Linked DNA regions of Mus musculus: regions 1, 3 and 4 are each linked to region 2. The links are chromatin contacts, called in public Hi-C and HiChIP or PLAC-seq maps. All regions are on one chromosome and are shown on one strand. Each heading gives the region's core, a stretch centred on a gene start, on an enhancer-like site or on the middle of the called end of the contact. The rest is flanking DNA. Distances are from core to core; before and after follow the strand shown.

Evidence for each region. A called contact is a pair of places that touch in the nucleus more often than the background predicts. HiChIP or PLAC-seq counts read pairs in DNA pulled down with a chosen protein or histone mark.
Region 1: a contact with region 2 is called in a Hi-C map of the C2C12 cell line, with 3 times the contacts expected there. The contact joins two enhancer-like sites. A contact is called at or near these places in 5 of 39 promoter capture datasets (the 3T3-L1 cell line, 3T3-L1-derived adipocytes, cranial neural crest and 1 more), 4 of 15 datasets of contacts at CTCF or cohesin (CD8 T cells, the NIH/3T3 cell line, large pre-B cells and 1 more), 53 of 484 Hi-C or Micro-C datasets (3T3-L1-derived adipocytes, the AML12 cell line, B cells and 29 more), 7 of 115 datasets of contacts at active chromatin or transcription factors (the NIH/3T3 cell line, bone marrow-derived dendritic cells, embryonic fibroblasts and 4 more) and 2 of 9 other capture datasets (adipose tissue and embryonic stem cells).
Region 3: an H3K27ac HiChIP or PLAC-seq map of the NIH/3T3 cell line shows a contact between it and region 2, with 4 times the contacts expected there. The contact joins two enhancer-like sites. A contact is called at or near these places in 3 of 39 promoter capture datasets (the 3T3-L1 cell line, 3T3-L1-derived adipocytes and liver), 1 of 15 datasets of contacts at CTCF or cohesin (the NIH/3T3 cell line), 12 of 484 Hi-C or Micro-C datasets (the C2C12 cell line, the G1E-ER4 cell line, the MC3T3-E1 cell line and 6 more) and 6 of 115 datasets of contacts at active chromatin or transcription factors (the NIH/3T3 cell line, fibro-adipogenic progenitors, heart atrium and 3 more).
Region 4: a Hi-C map of the C2C12 cell line shows a contact between it and region 2, with 2.9 times the contacts expected there. The contact joins two enhancer-like sites. A contact is called at or near these places in 3 of 39 promoter capture datasets (the 3T3-L1 cell line, 3T3-L1-derived adipocytes and liver), 2 of 484 Hi-C or Micro-C datasets (both in the C2C12 cell line) and 2 of 115 datasets of contacts at active chromatin or transcription factors (the NIH/3T3 cell line and fibro-adipogenic progenitors).

The regions. Positions count from the first base shown.
Region 1 is chr3:60,599,691-60,605,045 of GRCm38.p6, reverse strand. Mbnl1 (muscleblind like splicing factor 1) reads right to left here. Exons shown (of 10, transcript NM_020007.4): 4 at 1,152-1,352. Among named protein-coding and RNA genes, the nearest start is that of Mbnl1, 100 kb to the right of the region's middle. Within about 2 kb of position 1,770, at least 84 of the 459 cell types and tissues checked have an H3K27ac peak or open chromatin away from gene starts, as enhancers often do. A contact at or near this core is called in the C2C12 cell line, the NIH/3T3 cell line, adipose tissue and 1 more, where this site is marked.
Region 2 is chr3:60,121,270-60,126,682 of GRCm38.p6, reverse strand. No RefSeq gene overlaps it. Among named protein-coding and RNA genes, the nearest start is that of Gm24382, 3.8 kb to the left of the region's middle. Within about 2 kb of position 2,607, at least 62 of the 459 cell types and tissues checked have an H3K27ac peak or open chromatin away from gene starts, as enhancers often do. A contact at or near this core is called in the C2C12 cell line, the NIH/3T3 cell line, adipose tissue and 3 more, where this site is marked.
Region 3 is chr3:60,407,075-60,412,151 of GRCm38.p6, reverse strand. No RefSeq gene overlaps it. Among named protein-coding and RNA genes, the nearest start is that of Mbnl1, 92 kb to the left of the region's middle. Within about 2 kb of position 3,416, at least 225 of the 459 cell types and tissues checked have an H3K27ac peak or open chromatin away from gene starts, as enhancers often do. A contact at or near this core is called in the C2C12 cell line, the NIH/3T3 cell line, embryonic fibroblasts and 1 more, where this site is marked.
Region 4 is chr3:60,386,697-60,392,401 of GRCm38.p6, reverse strand. No RefSeq gene overlaps it. Among named protein-coding and RNA genes, the nearest start is that of Gm33650, 80 kb to the right of the region's middle. Within about 2 kb of position 3,146, at least 30 of the 459 cell types and tissues checked have an H3K27ac peak or open chromatin away from gene starts, as enhancers often do. A contact at or near this core is called in the C2C12 cell line and the NIH/3T3 cell line, where this site is marked.

The DNA of each region.
Region 1 (5,355 bases), core at 521-3,020, 480 kb before region 2:
ATGCTGCCCTATTTCATTTGCGGACAGCATTTGTTAGAGAATTACTATACTTGGGAAATGAGAAGCCAAATGGCAGAGTGTATCTCTACAGCAAGGATAGGCTACCTCCCATCTCTTGCTCTGCTCTGACTCCTCTGCAACACAACGGTAGTGACAGCATCTTTCCCATCAGGTTGTTCTAAAGGTAGGCTATGTGATGGCTGTATCTGGCACATCCTCACAAAATGCTACAATATGATATCCTTTCTAATACGTTCAATAGAGTATAATGAATAAATAAGGCATTTTATTATATTTCTAACAGACTGGAAAGTTATTAGAGTCAAGGCCCTCCAAGTGCACCCTACTTTACTTTCCCTGTAATTAGTACACCCAGGCCATCTCAGCCCCAAGTCCGTCCTAAGCAGACAGACAGGAGAGGCAACTCAGTTTTTACTTACTAGGCCATTTTTCTACAGAAACTGTTTATCAAGGCTGTTAATTCATGCCATGCTAAAATTCTGAATAGTAATGTCATACTAGAACTTTATCTCTAATTTCCTTTTCAGTCACAACAGTAAAGTGTGTGCGTCTGCTTATCCTCCGCCCCAAGACAATGACAATCATGTGACAGCCTACTAAAAACGCTTTTATCAGGGTGCGTTTCATAAAACCACCCGCCTGCCTCAATGGAAGTACTTCAGAGGTTATGACAACATCTGCAGAGAGTTTTGTAATAGTTCGTGCACAGCAGCCAATGTGTTCCTGTTTATGAGATCCTCTGGACTTCAGTCATTTATTTGTTCACTCCAATAATCATTATATTGTGTTGATGACTACAAGAAACATTCAAGAAGCAACTGTTCTGGGCCAAACATTTTTTCTAACTCTTTGAGGTTTGAGCATTAGCATCATGTGCAAGATTTTAAGGATACTAAGACAAAGTGGAGAAACAGACACGCTGATCCCAGTTCCAAGCCCTCCCTGAGGAACCTAGACATAGATGCTGACTGATTTTGTAATTGTTGCATTAACCAAAACAGCATAACCATATTCTAGCAAACTTGCACAAACACTGAACCAAGACATGTTCATTCAGTTTAAAGTCACTCTGGCTACAAACACTTGAAGAACTGTAATGGAAACTATGAAGGTTCAACTCTTTATCCTACCTCCAGTCTGTCTGTCCGCATTAACTTCTGTGCAGCAGCTGCGGCAGCTGCTGGCACTGGAACTCCAGGATTCCCCGTGACCAACATTGGTGCAGTCGGCAAGATCTCTGCTGGAACCAGGCTTGGGGAAACAGGCCCCAGGTAAGGGTTAAAGGCTGCTGATGCACTGGTGGCTAAGCTTGGTGCAACTGAAAACATTGGCTGCAAATTGAAACAAAAAGCAAAACTTAATGGCAAGTCTCCATTCCAAATTGATACTCTACTTACAGAGTTATCATTTATTCTTCATCTATCATTCATTCTTTCTTCCTTAACTTCTATTTAATTCTGTCTTTAATTTAGTCTAAGAAGATTTCAGTATACTGATATTTGCTAAGTCATTGTTTTTCTCCAAATCTAGCAGGCAGAATATGCATTCATATCTCCAGAGGGGGTTCGAAGATTGGCATCTAGAATACTTGTGGTTTAACGTCTTAAATATCTTAGTACAGACACTTGTTTGTGCTCACCCAGTCTCCACCTTTGTGACTCAATCCTAGAAATGTGTCTGAGAAACACACTGTGTAACTGCTGTCAGATATAGTGGAAAGGTCTGTTCTCAAGTGTTAACAGGATATAAGTGCCTATCATCTGAGCAGACACAGATGTCCCAGGGGATCACAGAGCCCCACAGCCAGCACATTGACCAAATCTGTGGGCTGTGAGAGGTGATGATTACACTGTCTTTTGAGCACAGAAGAGATAGCATTTGGCCTGGTCACTTGATGTCGGTTTCTCAGAAGAAAGGTTCAGTGTTCTACAAGCCCATCCCATACTTGTGGGGCACTCAGCAATGGAAATTAACCTTCTCCAGAAAATGTCTGGAATGTGAAGCCTGACAGAACATTTCCCAGGAAATGCCACAGAATTATTAAAAAACATGGGATGGGCTGTCAGCGGGCAGGACACACTGGGGTGATGCTACTGCATTCAATGGAGAGAAGCCAGGGATCTACTATGTGTAAATGGCATTCTTTAATATGAGAGCATAAGGTCCCAAAGGACTATACCATGGTTGAGCATCCATCCTACATGACAGCTCTGCATTGTGTACACATCTGTACTAAGAACAATATGAACGATAGACTATTTAATGTATACATTGATTCACTGGGAAAAATTTATAACATAGCATAGCTCACACTGATACATTCACCCTAACATAGCTAGTCCTCCAAGCATGTGCTTTGAACACCATGTTTAATTACTCTGACAGGTCTGTGGCCCTTGACTAATGAAGTAGCCTAGAATAAGTCTTTCCATTTCAAACCTCAAGCCTATTCCAATGCGAAGCAGCTGCCCTCAGGAAATACAAAAATTCCATGTGTATTATGAAGAAGGATCCATGTGTAAAACTGGGTCCAGTGGCATTTGTCTCTCCACAAAACCCTGAACAGCAGCTAACTTCAGGCTTTCCCTTTGTGTGCTAGAGGCCAGGGCAGCACCATGACAGGGTCAGTCCTGCATGGTGATCATGCATTAAACTTCTGTCCAAGAACATTCTAGGCAAATGTGTGTTCTGTTGCACACAGTCAGATACAGGGTATGGAATCTCAGACCACATAGAAGAATTGTTATAAATTTAGCAGAGTCCTAAAAGATTGAAAGCTAATTAATATCCTTTCTCTTTGCATTCATAGCTGTAAATTAAAATGAGTTCCAAGAAAGCCCACTTGATACTTACTATAGCAAGCTACTGAAATGTTTATGTCACTGTATACTATAGGAATTACTTAAGGCAAATGCCTTCATAAAGACATTCAGGATGAAGAAATTTTTCCCTGACTTGACACAATAATGACAGCACACCAATAAAATCAGCCTCGTTAAATCTCACCAAGTTAAATACAGTGAAAACCTACATATGGATAGAATGTAGCTGTCACCAATTATGAACACTGTGTTAGGGGTGGGTTACAGCTCAGAGTGGATCCTAATGTAGGAAAGCCAGTGACCATGGCCACTCCTGCATTACCGGAGCTGACCTGCAGAGGGCTCGTAAGATCTCAAAGATAGGAATGGCTGCATTGGTATTTGAAGTCTTCGTTTCTCTGAAGTAGGGATTGAATAATGTCTAACTATGTAGCTGGTATATTTGATACTGAGTGCATCCTTGCAGCAGTGACTTATAGATATCTTTGTTCCAATGAAGGTTGGTTTAGCATTACCTTTCCAAGGACATTTTCCAGTTGCTAATTCTGGGGCAGTTTATTTATCACTTGTTTGCTTTAAATGAAGCATTCTGCTTACATTACAGTTATTAGGCTTCATTATAACTGAAAATATTATTCAATTTCACATTACCATCCTAGTTAACTACACAAACATGATTATTACTAGTAATTCCCTATCCCGGGCAGCCCACACTGTGATAAGTGCTTTACTTATGTTATGTTTAATTTTTTTACTATAAGACTTTCCTTTCTTTGGCCTCTTTGGGAGGGGGGATGTCAGGAGAGTAGAAGATATCTCTTAGTTCCCTTCTAGGTTCCCACCATACAAAGCAATGCCTGGTTACAGTAGGCATTCAGTGAATGAGCTGCCACTTTGTTGGGGATTATTATGTTTATTTTCTAAAGAAGATGCTCACGAATGTTACATGTCTACCACTATAAATGAATCAACGGAAGGTCCTGGATTGGGCACATTTGAGTCTGCTTCTAGTCTGGTTGGAAGTCTGTTTCTCACATAATCACCAAATGTGAATTTAAAATTCCCTAGAGGAGTTTTATCATGTTATAGTTCGACCCCTCCTTGTCTGAATTCCCAGGAAAGGTATCTAGGCGGCAGTATTTTTGAAAGCTTCAGGGTGATTCCATTTCCATGTATTTAAGGAAATAGATTTCTTTCCGATTGGACAGAAGGTTTCTAAGTGGTTTCTTAGTGGTTCTCTTTTTATGAGTATTTATGAGTTTCTGTCCACATTGCCTGCCCTCAGCCTACCTGTCTGACTCCTAGGTACGCTTCAGGAAACAGAACTTCTCGACGCTTCCCAGGGAACCACACCACTACACTCTGTCTCATAAAGCTCACCCGCATTGCATGTAGCACTGACCCTGAAGCCATTCTTGTTTCCTCTGCTCCTACTTCCCGGCACATGGCACTGTAACCACCTCTGCAGTTACTGCATAACATATTCACTGCAGATTTGCTAGCTGATTTTTCTTTGCCAGCAAGAGTAGCAAATGCTTTATATATTTTCTAGCACAGATATCTAGATGGTAGATTTAATTATATATCCTTTTTCCACCTCAGAATTTAGCTGTTACTTTATAATGAATATTTCAAAGTTTATTTTTTCTAATTTTTATATTAACATTACATCTTAAGTATTATAACTATTATTCTGAACACTGCAAATATCACAAGGCTGTTTATTTTAAAATGCTGAAAATAGTATGTTTTTATAAAAAAAAGAAGGGTCATATATAATGATCCAAAACTTATCATTTAGAAATTTATGGAACAGAAATTTTATAAGTCAGTTTTTCCTAGGGTGTGTGCATGTGTTCGTATATATGCTTCATAGAATGTGAGTATGTATACATGTGTATGTTCAGCAGAATATGTGCATGTATACATGTGTATGCTTAGTTGAATGTGCACATATGTACACATGTATATTTAATAGAATGTGCATATATAGAGAGAGACATACACTTAGAATGTGCACATGTATATATATGTTCAGTAGTATGTGTACATATGTATGCTTAGTAAACTGTGCACATGTGTGTGCTTGGTAGAATGTGCATGTGTACACATGCATGCTTAGTAGAATGTTTGCATATGTATATACATGTATGCTTCAGTCAAACTTGTAAACAGTGAAATGCCAAGCTCTTTTAAATCCGTAGGACATCCCAAGTATGGGCAACTGTTTCTAGGCAAGCACCATGTTGTAAACAGATACAGAACTAGTTTTAGTGAATTACTGTTTAGAACAGCACTCAGAGCTAACAGGTATTATGAATAAACCCATATTCAATTTTGTCTAAGAATGAAGCATTTGGCTGCTGTGGACTCTACTCATAGCTTGTGAATGGGAAGGGGAAGGAATTCATTCTTTACCCTGATTCACTGTATCCTTTGACCCAGTTTTATTGAAACAAACATTTAAATAGTGAAGTCTCATTTAAGACCTTCTCAGTATAAATGAGCACAG
Region 2 (5,413 bases), core at 1,358-3,857:
CTATACTATAGACAACCCAATGTGATACCTCTCTCTCTGTAATTCTGAGGGCTTTTACTGGGATGCTATTGTCTTTATAAAGGCGGGAGCAGGCAGACCACTTGGTTTTTCCAGCTTCTTAACAAAGCTGATGACTACACTGATTGCCTTTCCATCCAGGATTTCCTGCTTTCTAGATTTTGATAGGAACACTTTAATCTTTGAGATGGATTTTTTTTTAAATAAAATCTCTGTTTAGAGACCTGAGTATGAAATGATGAAATGGTGAGTTTGTTTTTTTTTTTAAAAGACTCGTGAATGTACTGACACCTTCACATTTGAGTTAAAGACTGTTGTCTTAGTCTGCCATACCCTTGATTTGTAGGTTAAGGTAGAGCTTGAGAATAGGAGAACACAACAGAGCTTTGGCATAGATTGGAAGTGGAGTTATATATAGGCTGGGTGGGAAGCATCTCTTTTATATTATTTGACAGTTTACTTTGTAAATTAATTTTAATAGCATCTCCTCCCCTAATGGAATGTCCAATGCAATGTGTCTTGCTGTTGTCAGTGGTGATGTTGGTTACCCAGTATGTCCAGACCCTGGGCAAGGAAGAGAGTGAAGAATTACACATTGTTCTTAGTGTGCACATAGGTAAGAAACCATGTTTTTACTATTGCATGTTTAATAAAAGAATGAAAACACATAATCTTGATATTGCTGATGGCATGTAGATGCAAAGACACAGATTTAAGGAGATATTTCCCAGTGCATATAGCATAAAAATACAACTTCGGAGTCAGTGCTGGCCACAGGGCCCCAGGTGACATCTGAGGAATATTTGATATCCTGCTGCTAGGATTTTGTGGCTCATTTCACTCTCCTTTTTGAGTAATAATTTTGTCTTTTTACTTAGTAGGGTAGACTTACTTACTTGGGTAGACTATCTGTATGGGGGAAGGGACAAGTGACGAACAGAAAGAGAATATAAGAGAAGCTAATGGAGTGTAGTGAATAAGACCACTGTGCATGGCACAGATGGATAAAAGCAAATAACAAAATCTATCATTTGTACAAAGGAATATGCACAATTTTAAAAGTCCTTTAGGCTTAATTCATTTTGACTTAGATAGTTGATTTTTGTAAAAATATAATACTTGATTATAGCTAAATTATTTGTATGGCTTCAGAATGTAGGACTCTCCAGTGGCTGCATTTCTTGGGTACAAATTCCACTAGCCAGAGAGAGGTGCCCAGAGCCAGCTCAGCTCCTCAGCTGCAAGTCTTTACTCCACATTTCAGCCCATTCAGAATGTCCTCGTCATAAACAGCAGCACGTGAGGGTAAAGGGAATCCCAATCTTCCCCCTTTCTTGTTTCTCGTCTGTAGCATGTGTAGGCTCAGTACCCCCTTCATGTCAATTCGTCACAGGCTTTAGTATAAACCTGTGAGCATCAGGCAGACATGTTCATAATTTACTAATAGGTTTACTATTTTCAAATATTCTCTCTCATGAAGAGTACCAGGTGAGGAGGCCACTGTTCTAGAAAGATAGAGAAAGTCTGAAGAGTGCATGTCAAACTCACTGTCCACTCCCCGACTAAGTAGCACCTTCCCAACAGCTTCCCACAGGTAAAGTATAGAGAAGGAAAATGAGAAAATGTGCCTCTCTTTCCCTCACCAACATCTATCAGAACAGTGTCATTTCCACTTTTAAATAAACATGCAGGCCTAATAAAAGAAGAGTAGAAACAATACGCGTTTTTTCTTGTGGTAGAAGCTCAGAAAACACAGAACTCGACTTTAAGTTTTGCACATTTGAACCATCAATGAGTGAGTTCTAACCATTGCCTAGAGAAGATATGCACACACAATTCCGAAGGTCTAAAGAATTCCATTCATTAAAATAAAGACAGGCACTGTGCTGTGCGTAGGCAGAGCGATGTTTTATTTTGTGAAACACTAGTAATTTTCCAACATCTGAAGGAAGTTAAAAAACAATCACTACGATCATTTTGGTTTCTCTGAAGCCAACAGTATATGAGTAATGCTTTGGCACTTTATGGGTCATCCAAAATCATCAAACAGACTTTCAAAAGTGCTTGCAGTAGGAACCACACCTCTTTTTTTTTTTTTTTCCTGGGCATGGAAAAACCACGTAAAACTGGCTTTCAGTGAGGCCAGAATTGTAAGTAACAGACACCCAGTTTATTTTTAGAGACTGGGTTACCATTAATATATATTCAGAGACTTTTCAGTCTGAGTGAAACACATAAAGTCCTTCTCAATTATTTATACAGAAAGGTTTCAGTCTCTACTCTATGTGCTACAGAGCACATAAAATATATACAGCCCAATAATAGGAGCATGCTTAATTAACATACTGATAGATTCACTTTCAACACAATTAATTTGCCCTAAGCAGTACTCACTTTATGAGGTTTTAAATTGTCAGAAAGAGGCGTGCTCGGCTCCAGCTTCAACATGAGGCAATGGAAGATATTCTTTTTATGTTTTTCTTTTAAAGCTTGCTTTGAATCATTTCCCTCTGTATTTAAGGCCTCCCCTCCCCTCCCCACCCCACCCCCCGCCACTGGAGAACTAACCACCAGAGGCTTCACCCCAGCTGTCTGTCTCCCTCTACAAAGCCTGCTCTGCTGCCTCGTGATGCCTCCCTTTCGTTGGAAGTTGACACTGTACTAATAAACATTGCTGGCAAGAGGCTATAATTAAGACCTGAGAGCTTGGGATTATTTAGGAGATATAGCTTAGTTCCTTGTTGCCCTGAGTGCTTCCAGAAGGCAGGAGGTACTTTTTGCTTCTAATTAAAGTGGAGAATACACTGACTGACGGCCATTACATGAGATGAAGTAGGTACATATTTGGACAGGTTTTATTCCCAGTGGTTGCTTCATTTACAGCCTAGCTTTTTCGTTTGTTTTTAGCCTGGGAAGACCAGCTTCACGCAACTTTTAAAATTAAGAATAAAGTAGTCATGTTCACCAGTGGGGTCATGCTGTTGTTACTTCTACGAAGGCAAACATAGCTGACTGGATTCATGTTAGTGTTAGGAAGAAAAGGTTAAAACATTAAGGTAAGTGTGTCTTTGTTTTATTTTTTATTCTTAAAACATGATCGGGGTTATACAAGAGTGTAATTCATGCAGACTAAAAAACACAGGCAAGGATGGACTAGGATGGGGAAATGATCCAGCTTAAGATTTTTTGGCTTAATCGTGTACATCTTTTCAGATGTGGGGTGGTGCTTGGTCATGCTTTGTTAAGAATGCATTAAGAAGGTATCAGGCTAATATCCACTTATCAGTGAGTACATATCATGTGAGTTCTTTTGTGATTGGGTTACCTCACTCAGGATGATGCCCTCTAGGTCCATCCATTTGTCTAGGAATTTCACAAATGTACTCACTGATAAGTGGATATTAGCCCAGAAACTCAGAATAACCAACATATAAGATACAATTTGCGAAACACCTGAAATTCAAGAAGAACAAAGACCAAAGTTTGTGTGGACACTTTGCCCCTTCTTAGAATTGGGAACAAAACACCCATGAAAGGAGTAACAGAGACAAAGTTTGGAGCTGAGACGAAAGGATGGACCAACTAGAGACTGCCATATCCGGGGATCCATCCCATAATCAGCCTCCAAATGCTGACACCATTGCATACACTAGCAAGATTTTGCTGAAAGGACCCTGATATAGCTGTCTCTTGTGAGACTATGCCGGGGCTTAGCAAACACATAAGTGGATGCTCACAGTCAGCTATTGGATGGATTATAGGGCCCTCAATGAAGGAGCTAGAGAAAGTAACCAAGGAGCTAAAGGGGTCTGCAACCCTTTAGGTGGAACAACAATATGAACTACCCAGTACTCCCCAGAGCTCATGTCTCTAGCTGCATATGTATCAGAAGATGGCCTAGTCAGCCATCATTGGAAAGAGAGGCCCATTGGTCATGCAAACTTTATATGCCTCAGTACAGGGGAATGCCAGGGCCAAGAAGTGGGAGTGGGTGGGTAGGGGAGGGGGAGATATGGGGGACTTTTGGGATAGCAATGGAAATGTAAATGAAGAAAATACCTAATTTGAGAAAAAAGAAAGTATCAGGCAAATGTTTACCACAAATATCCTAGGAAGTTTTCTGTCTACTGTGTGTATTTACCTCTGATGCTTTTAGGATTAGAATATATGACTATTTTATTCACTGTTGGTCTTGAGGCCCACAAAAGTAACTGGCATATAGTGAAGACTTAAGAAACATTGTTACAGGAGAGAGAGAGAGAGAGAGAGAGAGAGAGAGAGAGAGAGAGAGAGAGGGAGGGAGAGGGAGAGGGAGAGGGAGAGGGAGAGGGAGGGAGAGAGAGAGAGAGAGAGAGAGAGAGAGAGAGAGAGAGAGAGAGAAGGAAGGAACAAAGAAGAGGATCGAATAAAGGAGAAAGGGAGAGATAGGAGATGAGGGATGGTAGAGTGGGGCAGTCTCATTGAAATCACTTAGCAGAAAGAATTTTGTATGTGATTTAAAGCAATCCAGTGTCTTCAAGAAATCAGCAGTGATATGCACAAATGAATTCATAGCATTCCAAGTAAATACATTTTTAAGACAGCACAAATAATATCTCCTTGCTCTATATAGTTACCCTCCTTGTTGTGTTGTTCAGTTCTGTCAGTATTCTTTCACTTACCTCTCATTATTTGGAATCCTGTGCTGTGGGACTGTAATGGCCCAGGGCTATGGAGGAATGGTTGAAGAGAGCTTCAACCCTTGAGAGCTCAGATGAGGATGGCAGGAGTTGGATCCCTCCCCACTCCCAACCTGGTGCTAGGCTGCCAGCTATACTAACATCAACCCTAGTCAGAATTTATTATCCCGACAGTTATCAAACTTCACTCCCTGTTTAACCCTGTAAGATCCCCTCCTCATGCAGCCCCTGAGTATGCAGATGAAACATCTTCCAACACCTCTGCTCTGGCCAATGGTACAAGGCCACACAAACCTTTCCCCAGAGACCATGGCCACCTCTCCAAGTGCATGTTTACTCATCCACTCTCCCCACCATTAATCGGAACTGGTTCTCTGAAGCTGTTCCTGAGTGCTGAATATGTGTTCTTTGCACTCGAACTTGAAGCAGATCACCTATCTAGGGTAAGCCTGGTGCACAATGGGCAGGCTACTCTGAGAGGAGAAGCAATACTAAAGGGCAGTAGATGTTTCTGTGCTTTTCAGCATACTACTTATATATCTATGTGTACCTATTCGTTTTCAGATAGGGTCAGACATTTATTCTTTCAGCGGGCCTCAGACACGCAGCCACCCACAGCTCCTCCCAGATCCTTCCCACTTTTCTATTCAACTTCATGCTCTCTCTCTCTCTCTCTCTCTCTCTCTCTCTCTCTCTCTCTCTCTCTCTCTGATACA
Region 3 (5,077 bases), core at 2,167-4,666, 280 kb before region 2:
ACAAGGACCCATTTTCTACTATAATAATTTGTTAATATAGTTGTACATGTATGCACAAACTCAGGTACCACAGTGGTCCTGTGAAACACAAATTTCTCCATAATATTATGATCACCACAGAAAGTCAGAGCAGAGACTTCCTAAGTCAACACCCTCACTGAACACTTCATCACGAGTATTTCATAAGTGGCACAGTTGGTTCCTTCCCTTTATGTAGGACAGAGAGCAGACACAGCCCCAGGGGATAAATGTCCTTATGCCATCTACCTAGTTCAAGGTAGAAGTTGTAAAATGTCCAGTAGGCCATATTTTATTTAAACTGGATCATGTAAATTAACATGCTGCTTCTGTTGAAATTGCAGAAGACTTGTCCATGAAGGATCAATAATTTAGGTGTCATGTAGGAGAAGGGCAGATACTTTAAAAGGTATCTCTTTCTCTTTCTGCAGCTCTGTCAACATCTAACTTGTAATACAATTCTGGGGCTAATGAGACAAAGGAGAAGGATGAGAGTCAGTACAGGAAGATGCCTGGGATCGTCTTCTTTCATTCCAATAAGAAAAGATTTTCAGATGATTAATATTTTTTTTTTTGCTCATGATAGCAAGAGAATATTTCTTGAATACTTATATGTATAGGAGAGGGGGAACTGGGTATAATATCAATTTCCTAGATTGGGAAATAACTCCTACCTAAAATCTCTTATTTCCTCCTCCACTACTCAGTCACTCTTAGGCTCAGAAGACAGCAGAGAGAATCAACAGATAGTCATCATTATAGAAATCCAAAGACATAAATTAAGTTGGGGAAGATAGAGAAATCTAGAGATCTAGAGAAAAATGTAGAGGAAAACACTTTCATGAAAAGTAAGATAGAGTAAGAATGCCTAAAGAGAGAAGATGTTAACAAGTAATGTAAACAAGAGTTTCTACCTTTTTAAGCGTTTGAAGACACCAGGAAGTAAGTATCCCTGCCTAGAGCTCTATAAGACATCAAAGAATGTGCAGGAGAAATCACCAAATCTATAAAGCAGCCATGTACTTCCTTTTATAATTTACTAGGATTCACATTAGGCACCCAATCCAGTATCACAGGGAAATCAGCAGGCTAAGGAATCTCCTTCATGAATTAAAAAAAAACATATTTGATTCTGCTGAGTCTAAAGGAATTACATTTGCCTATAGTGTTGCATATAAATTTAGGCAATGGTGCCTAAACCAGTGGTTCTCAACCTTCCTAATGCCGTGACCCTTTAATACAGTTCCTCATGTCGTGGAACTATAAAGCTGTTTTGTTGCTCCTTCATAAGTGTTGCTACTGTTGGAATGTAAATATCTGATATGCAGGATATCCGATACACAACCCACAACATGGTTACAACCATTGAGAAGCACTGGCTTAAATCTAGTCTGCAAACAAATAAGCAGCTCAGAATTAGAAGACACCAAAGGTGATCACTTCACAACATTGCATTGTGTACCTTTAATTAACATGCAACCCATGAAATATGGAATTTACATAACATTTGCGTTGCTATGGCCATTGGTAGCTCCCCTAGACAGTCTGAAAAGGACCCAATGTATGAGGCAAGATGGACTTGAATGTGGGAGGGCACTGGGGAAAGGTGAACAACATACCGGTTAAGCTACCCAATGAGGGTTCTTTAAAATCAATCTTTCTACATTAAAGATATTTGGAGATTGGAACCTTGACCGTAGACATTGTTCTCAAAGGAAGCAGGTTTCTTCCAAAGAAAGAAATTCTGCATGCATATTTTGACAAGATCTTTTATATTTGAGTTTAAATAATAATAAAAAAATCCTCTTCAGGCAGATTTGGAAAGTAATTTTAGAATGGCTTAATTTTCTTTTTATTAACAAAAACACAGACATAATTTGATTCATATTCCAGTTATGTTCTCTTGGCCACAATGTAGACTGAACATTATAATTTAAAAAGAAATTAAGATGATCCCTCAAAGTTTTCATAGTCATACTTGAAAACCCACACCTATGTAATGATGTCTGCAGTAGCCCACATGCTTCTTTTCATGTGAGCTGAAGTATGCATTACTACACAAACTAAAACTTCCCATAGCCATTACTAATTTTTATAGTTTGGACACAGTGGTATTCTTTTTCAACTTTTCTTACTTGGGTCAAAACTCTAAATAATTTACCTAATTGGAAATATAAGAAACTTAAAACATATGTACAGTCTCACTATATAAACTACTGGGCTTCGAAGGACTAAACTGCTCTCCAGACACTCAGTGAGTCCCATTTACAAAGAGCAATAACTTTGCAGGATAACAGTCATTTATTATTGTCATGATTTAGCCAGTGTCTGAGCATCTCAACTTTTCTTAAAGATTTTGGAGTTTTTAAAAATAAATTATAAATTATATATTGTCTTTGTAGTTCATTAACCAGAAAACAAAATGCATGATTACAAATCTGGTATTTCCATACTTGATAATTAACATAAAAAAATCCCATTTCTTACCAAGAAGTGAAAAAGGACTATCATGTTTCCAATTAAAGCTACATTTTAAAAATGCACTACATCCATGTATACAGCTGTGCATTCTGTAAATCATCTTAGATATCCTCAAGTGCTCTGTGTTGCTTTAGATTGATATTGGTGAACTGATCCTGTCAGCTGCTCTGGAACACAGCTGAGAACATGGGCCCTGCACTGCCCCTGTAACTTGTGATCTCACAACTTCTTTGGTGGGGAGCTGGCAAAAGGGATTGCTGTTACTATTCTATTTTAGCTTTTCAGTAAGTGCCAACAAACAAAATTATATTCCTTCCCTTTTATGGCTTTCTTCAAGGTCCTGGACAGCAGAGAAGGCATTTGTGAGGCAGGCAACATTACAGTTAGTGTTAAGTAGCTTATATTTTAACTGCAGGGAATTTGCAATCAGGTCTATACATATTTTGGTTCTTTCTCACAAAGTTACTTGAAAATAGGAAAGAAAAAAGAAGTGTGCTTTATCCCTATTTCTTTTGTTTTTCTTCTGAAATGAGATGACCTTTTAAGAACACCCAGGGAAAGTCTCCTAGTTTGGCAGAGACAGGAAGGACTGAGTCGGGTGGAGTGAAAACGAAAGTAGAGGCAGTCGACACATCTTATTTATATCAAATAATTTTGAAGCAGAAAAGAGAAGTTATTTTCTTTTTGTCACTGAGAGAGGTACTTTCAGCTTCTTCTAAAGGCAGACATGAACAGAGGCTTGGAAGGCATGCAGCCGCTGCTTGGAAAAATGCAAAGGTTTTTTTTTTTTTTTTTTTTTTTCTAGAGTCCTGGTAGCTTGCCACTAAAAACAGTTGCTGCTCCAAGACGTCTGTGGCTCATGCCAGACATTCTATCAACAAAGCAGAGCACTATGGCCTCAGACATGTGTGTGGACTTTTCATGAAGACAACAAAGTGATCTTTAAGATAAGCACGGAGAGCAGAGTCGTGCCACTTAGAACTGGATCAGGAGGGGTCAGCTGGGACCTCTCTGTTCCTGCTCTGATCATACATCCAAAGATCCACTGAAGGGGAGGGACAAGGGCAATCAGCCAATGCTGTGTTCATTTACAGGATTATCACGTTACCTTTCTGGTTACCTTTCTTCAGACGTTACATAAGTAATGTTCTTTAACACAGAAATAGACAGTTTCAGGGATGACAAGAGCTTCTGTTTGCTGGTTAGGTGAGTGAAGTTCACAAAAAGCAAATATGACTGCAATCATGAGCTGCCTGTGAGTAGAGACTTGAGAGAGAGATTTGTTTCATGAAGCAATAAAATATAGTTAAATATGTTTACTTTCAATGGTAAGGAAAGCTTCTGTCAATGTGTATTCCACTTTAGATCAGAAGCAATATTTTCCTCCTGAAAAAAAATACCTCCTTTATCATAGAAATATAAAGACATGAAAGTTTCTTTTATTCCTAAATTGGCTTAAAATATTTCTAGAAAATGGTTTCTGGGTTGAAGGGATGGTTCATTGGTTAAGAACACTTGTTGCTCTTGCCTAGGACCTGGGATTGGTTGCTAACATCCACGTGCCAGTTCACAAATGGCTCTGTAACTCCAGTGTCAGGTGATCTGATGTCCTCTTCTGATGTCCATAGTAGGCACTGTATTCACATGGTGCACACACTGAAAGCAAAAAACTCATACCTGTAAAAATATCTAAGAAGAGAGAGGAAGAGAGAAAGTGAGTGCTATTTCTATAAAGATAAAATGGCATGTCATTGTCATTGAATATTTCTATAGTAGCAATCAACAGCATGTAACTGAATCCAGTCTCTGTGTCAGAGCAGATCACAGTTTGGCCACTTTAAGTGATTCCCCCACTGAAAGCCCTCAGCTATACACTGGCTGTGCCTTTCCCCAGTTTCTAGGTTGAGAAGTATCTGTTTTGCAATCAGGTCTTCTCTCATTAGTCCTGTTTTTCTAGTAATGGCAACTGAAATAGATGCATGTGGTTCTTTCCCTAGGGGGATTATAAACACGTAAAAGAAGGAGGCATAGGTGTATGATGAAATATTGTGTAACCGTTGACTGCTATGTTGCTATTTTCTAATGGCAAAGGAAAAATTACATCATATGACTTGAAGTGAAACAAACATTTAGAAAACATTTTTAAGCATACAAGTCACACACACACACACACACACACACACACACACACACACACACACATATATATATATATATATATTACATGACTTATAGGATTTGGAGATTTATTTTCTTATTTTTCTTTTCCAAATAAGTGGCTACACTTTTTTTATAATCAGCAATCTGTGTAAGTAATTATGAATATTAAAACTAATTTCACAGAAAAACGTAACAATTGGATTTGTGAACCGTGATGAAGCTGTGTGTTTTCAGACCATGTAGCTTACCGAAAACTTGTTTTCTAAGGGGAAGCCGAGAAACAAAGGAAAGAGATTAGCAAGTAACACTCTTCACGTGTCTTTGCTTTCTCCAGAGAAATCTAAGGAAATAACAAGATACAGTTTGAATTTTAGATGTTTACCATGATAATGCTTATATTATGGACTCTTAAGACAAG
Region 4 (5,705 bases), core at 1,897-4,396, 270 kb before region 2:
TTAGAAAATTTCAGAGAATTGTCAGAACAATTGAATATGACTGAAAATCCAGAATGCTTGTCCATTACCAAAACAAAGCCAATACATAAAATCTATTTTTTAAAAATTTGAAAATCCAAACCTTAAACAACAACAAGACCTGCACTAAATGTGTGTCTCTATACAAACGTTTTCCTCTTTTAGCAGGTTAGTTTAATGTTCCCGTGTTCCTAAGTGTATTTTTCATATTCAAAAGCAAAAGTTTATTTCTTAATCTTTTTCTTTTACATAGAAAAGTCCAAGATAATTGGACTTTTTAATTTTTAATGCAAATATTCCTAGAGGGCACTCTGAAGTTAGACCTACGTGTCATAAAACTTGTTTGAGGAAAGTGAATTATCAGCATATTGACAAGTAGGTCAGTGAGGCTAGAATGTAAGATCTGACACAGAAAGACAGGTCACTTGACAACACTGAGATACTGATAAAGATGCATTGAGCACATTTTAAACCTGTTCTTGAGTTATGTTTCTTTGGGTTTTATCAGGAAAAGTATAAGTCTGTGTGGTTGTGACAGTTTGGATAATGCTAATTCATTTGGAGTAGTTTATGCCCCAAATTACCACAAAATGTGTTATTAATTTCATGGAAAATTTATTCATTCTTTCTTTTCCTTTGGCTAAGGAGAAGAAGGATAAAAATGCCCAGAAATTATCCTTCTCAGGGAGGGCTGATCCTCTGCCCAGATGACACTGAAGAACTAGAACCAAAATGAGAGATAAACAGGTGTTGTCTTGAGTCAAAGTCTTCTTGTGTACTGAATAGCTGAAAACCTTAGAACCAGAAAAGGACACAATTAAAGGAGTCTCCTCCATGACCTAAAGAACACTTCTGGATTAAGTTATCAGAAGCATTTCAGAAAGCTTGGGAGATACTTAAATCAATCAAAAAAGATTTTGTATTATTATAACATTACCACCACCACTGTACCCATAAATATAATGAAGTAGGAACAGCCACCTGATAGAAGAAATGGCTACAAATTAGATTTAACCAATTCACTAAGCCCAGAAAACAATTTCTACTTATTTTTGAAAACTTCATTAATAACTGAGAAAGCTGGTATATTATCAGCCATCTAATGTGGTTAGAGACTGAAATTTGATGCTTGGATAGAATGATCTTGCTACCCATAATTTTAACTATGCATCTGGGGAAACGTGCCTCAATCTCAGAGCCTGGAGTTTTGGTAGAAGGGTTGATTAGAAGGAAACCAGATAGCAGTTGCAGAGTAAAGAGAAAATGAATGTCAAATTAACAGAAAATATATACATAGAAATGTAGTCATATCAAATTGAAATGAAAAATATTTTGAGTTATATTTAATTTCTATTTCTATAAATGTGTATCACCATCTGATAATCATTTTATGAATACAGATTTTTGAAAATAACCATGCTAGAAAATCCAAGATATTAAAACATTTCCTGCACTAATTCCACTGTCAACCACTTCTTTTGTGTGTAGGTGTACGTATGTATCTCTCCCTCTCTTGTAGCAGGAGGCCTTTTTTTTTTTTTTTTTTTGGCTGTCCAGCTTTGTGCTCCCAGCTGGTTGTACACTTGTACCTGCCCAGGAGCTATCTCTGATCTGTGGATGAAACACACACAGAGACACACACACACACACACACACACACACACACACACACACACACACACACACACACACAAGTTCATTTTTAACCTGCTTTACTGGCGCAATGGCTGGGCTCTTCTAAGCCTCCATGGCTAGCATGCCCTTACCTTTACTCTTTGCTCACACCTCCAAATCTGTCCTCAGTTTATTTGCCTAGTTACCTTCTGTGAAGCCCATTGGTCTTGCAGCCCAAAATGTTTTCAGGCTGCCCTTCCATGGTCTGCTTTCCCTTTCTGCATACATTTGGGGAGGTCTCTCCTGTTGCTCTGAGTCTGTTCTGTCTCTTTTGCTCTCCTAGTCTGTAGGAACCTGGCAGTCCCACCTCTTTCTTTCCACCCAACCATTGGCTGCAGGCATCTTTATTGATTGATCAAGAATCAATTGGGGCCAAGGACCTCCAGGGTCCTTACTTGCAGATTCTGGATTACTTCAAAGCATCAGAACCACTTCTCTATATTCCTCCCCCTCCCTCTCCCCTTCTCCCCCTCCCCCTCCTCCCTCTCCCCCTCCCCTCCCTCTGTTCAAATGGACCACATAAATATAGAGGCTAGAGGACAACACAGGGTGTCTTCAGTGATTGCTCCTGGGTCTCACTGATTCAGCAATACTGGCTGGCTAGACAAATCTCAGAGACCCTCCTGTTTGTGTCTACCCTGGACTATGGTTGCAGGTACAAGCTATGAGGTCCTATTTCTACATAGGTGCTAGAGATCCAGATGCAAACTCTTCATGCTTCACTCACTGAAATATCCCATCAGCATCCACTCCCCCCCCCAGCTCCCCAGTACCTCTCCCCTCCTAGACCCCAGGCATTTCTTCTAAAAGAACAATATTTTCTGGTGTGACAAAGAGACACTGGTGTTCCAAAAGTGTCTTAAAGGAGTAAGCTGATTTTAAGGACTAAACATGAAATCATGAATGATCATACACATATAGGAATACAAATACAGTAACTCATTATAGATGTAAGCTTCAGACCATGTATTTGAAAGCACACACAATTAGAAGGAGAATGCAGCCACCCACCAGACTTTATTCTGAAAGATGTACAGAGGTCTTCACATTCACTGTAAAGAGAAGTCATCCTGGCAGCCTTTCTCTCAATGTATGCCTAACTCTGACCATATATGCTACTATGATTAAAATAGTTAACATTCAGTCTTAAAGAAGTGTCATGCGCATATATGGGCCTTAAAGGCTTTTCCTTCAAGTGAGTCTAAGTTTTAGGTTTCTCAAAAGGAGGAATCAATAAAAATGTATGCTGAATTCTCAGCTCATCGTTTTTCTTTTCCCATTTAAATGTTACCCACTCTATGTATCTGCAGCCTCTTTTGTATGGAATTTGATAAGATTTCTTGAACCAAGAACCAGGGCTGTTAAAAATTCTTTGTACCCTTTTCATACAAATATCCAGCTTCTTACATAAACATTTTTTTATCATCTTGGAATGATTCATAAAGCCTCTAATCCCGTGGTGTAATAGGACACTGCTCACTTACGCATTCCAGGGATGAGTAATTTTGCAAGCCAGGGAAAGAGACAAATATATTAAAATGATTCTGTAATACAAATTTCAAGGAGAGAAAGAATAAAAATGGAAGTGAATGTAGAAATTGAAGACTTTTCTCCTTATGAAGAAAGGTGTATTAGATCTGCCTGTCAGAGGACTTAGTACATGAGTCTGCATGAGCAACCAGTCAGTCACTCTGCTAGAATCCTTCTTCATGTGCATGTACCTACAAATATTCAATTTTATCACTGCTAACTACAATATGAAAATTGCATAATAATCAGCTTGCATTGGGCCAGAGAATCAGTGAGACATCTCATTATCCTTTCATCCAGGGTCATGTCTTTTCAGAGGCAGAGTAACCGGTTAGCTTCTCTTAAAATTTGGACCCTTTGACTTAGCAGCTGTTTTGAGTCCCTGCTGTTTAAGAGGCAGACGGTGGCCAGGTGTAAGCTGGGTTATCACATCACATGAGACAGATATTTTTTTAGAAACAGAACCACATTGTTAAATAATGTCCTTTGTCTTGGATGAAAAAAGTTAAAGATAGGCAGAGGTTGGCACAGGCAGATTGCTTGAATAATTACATAAGGTTTCTTGGATGAGCAGACAGATTGAAACTTAAAAGACAGTCTAGATAAACAGAGATGGATAAAGATAATGAGATTTAGACATGATCTCACCAAGAGAAGCAATATCATAGATGGCTAAGGACTGGCAAGCTTCACAGCAGTTTTCAGAAATCTTAGATGCTAGATTTCATTATATGATGCTCAAATTTGTAGGGCAGAATCAAGTATTACCATTTTCATAAATCTCAAAACTTGCAAAGCTGAAGTCAAGAATGGATATTTACATAGGATTTGTTAATAAAGCCAATGGGGATGTTAGACAAGATACTTGGGCTGAGGCATTTTCTTCAAAACCTTTCCATTTCAAAACCTCTCAAAATATGACACCTGAAGCTCAGTGGGCTGTTTGTAGAGTTTTTATTCATATTGGTTTGTTTGGGCATTTCTGGTTTTACTGGTCTTTGGAAGTATATTATGGTTTCAGATTATGGTTTCTCTCTCTCTCTCTCTCTCTCTCTCTCTCTCTCTCTCTCTCTCTCTCTCTCTCTCTCTGTCTGTCTCTCTCATTTTTCTTTTGCTTTAATATTTATTTATTTACACTCCAAACCGTTCTTCTGGTACACCTCTCAGAGAGACCCTCCCTACATACCCCCCTTCTCCTCTGAGAGAGTTTCCCCTCAGGTTATCTCCCCACCCACTCTTTGAGAGTAGGCAGATCTTCTCCAGCTGAGGCCAGACAAGGCAGCCCTATTCAGGAAGAGATATCACAGATAGGCCAAAGCTTTAGGGAGAACCTCCACTCCAGTTGTTGGGGGGCTCACATGCACACTGAGCTGATCACTGCCAGCTATGTATGTGCTGGGGGTCTTCGTTCCAACTTGTGTGTGTTCTTTGGTTGGTTCTTTGGTAGCTCAGTCTCTGAGAGCTCTGAGCAGTTCAGACTAGTTGGATCTGTTGGTTTTCCTGTAGGTTCCCATCCCCTTCAGGACCTTCAATCCTAGCCCCAACTCTTTCATAAGAGACCCTGAGCTCCATCCAATGTTTGACTGTGGGTATTTGAATCTGTTTCATTCAGCTGTTGGATAGAGCCTCTCAAAGTACAGTTATGCTAGGCTCCTGCCTACAAGCATAACAGGGTATCATTAATAATATCAGGGAGTGGTGCTTGCCCATGGGCTGGATTTCAAGTTGGGGCAGTTATTGGTTGGCCATTCTGTTAGTCTCTGCTCCAACTTTGTCCCTGCATTTCTTTTAGACAGGACAAATTTTTGCTGAAAAGTTTTGTGGGTGGGTTGGTGTCATTTTCACTCCACTGGGGGTCCGTTCTTTATTCTTTTGTTTGTTTGCCTGATTGTGTTTGAAAGAAAGAAGGAAAGAAAAAGCCAGAAAGAAAGAAAGAAAGAAAGAAAGAAAGAAAGAAGGAAGAGAGGGAGGGAGGGAGGGAGGGAGGGAGGAAGAAAGGAAGGAAGGAAGGAAGGAAGGAAGGAAGGAAGGAAGGAAGGAAGGAAAAGAGTTGTGGAATTGGATGGGTATGAAGGAGGTAGGAAGAATATGGGAGGTGTTTTGGAAGGGAAACCATATGAAAAATTTCTTGATAATACGTGTGTGTGTGTGTGTGTGTGTGTGTGTGTGTGTGTGTGTGTGTTACAACAATGACAATGAAAGAAGGCTGTGAATTTAAGTAGAAGCAAGGGTGGTACATTAGGGGATTGAAAAAACATAATAATAGGATTCTGAATCTCGGATTCTGAATCTCAGATTCTTCTAAGACCCCAGGGTAAAGTGTTTAAAATTTGGTCAGTAAATGAACTTTTATCATTTGATTTTATGGTGATAATGAGTATATACCTAACTAATCACAGCTTCTTCTTTCATTACACTGAAAATTTAAAAATAACGTTACTAAACTATGCAAATTGTAATTAATTATCTGGTTCCATATGCTT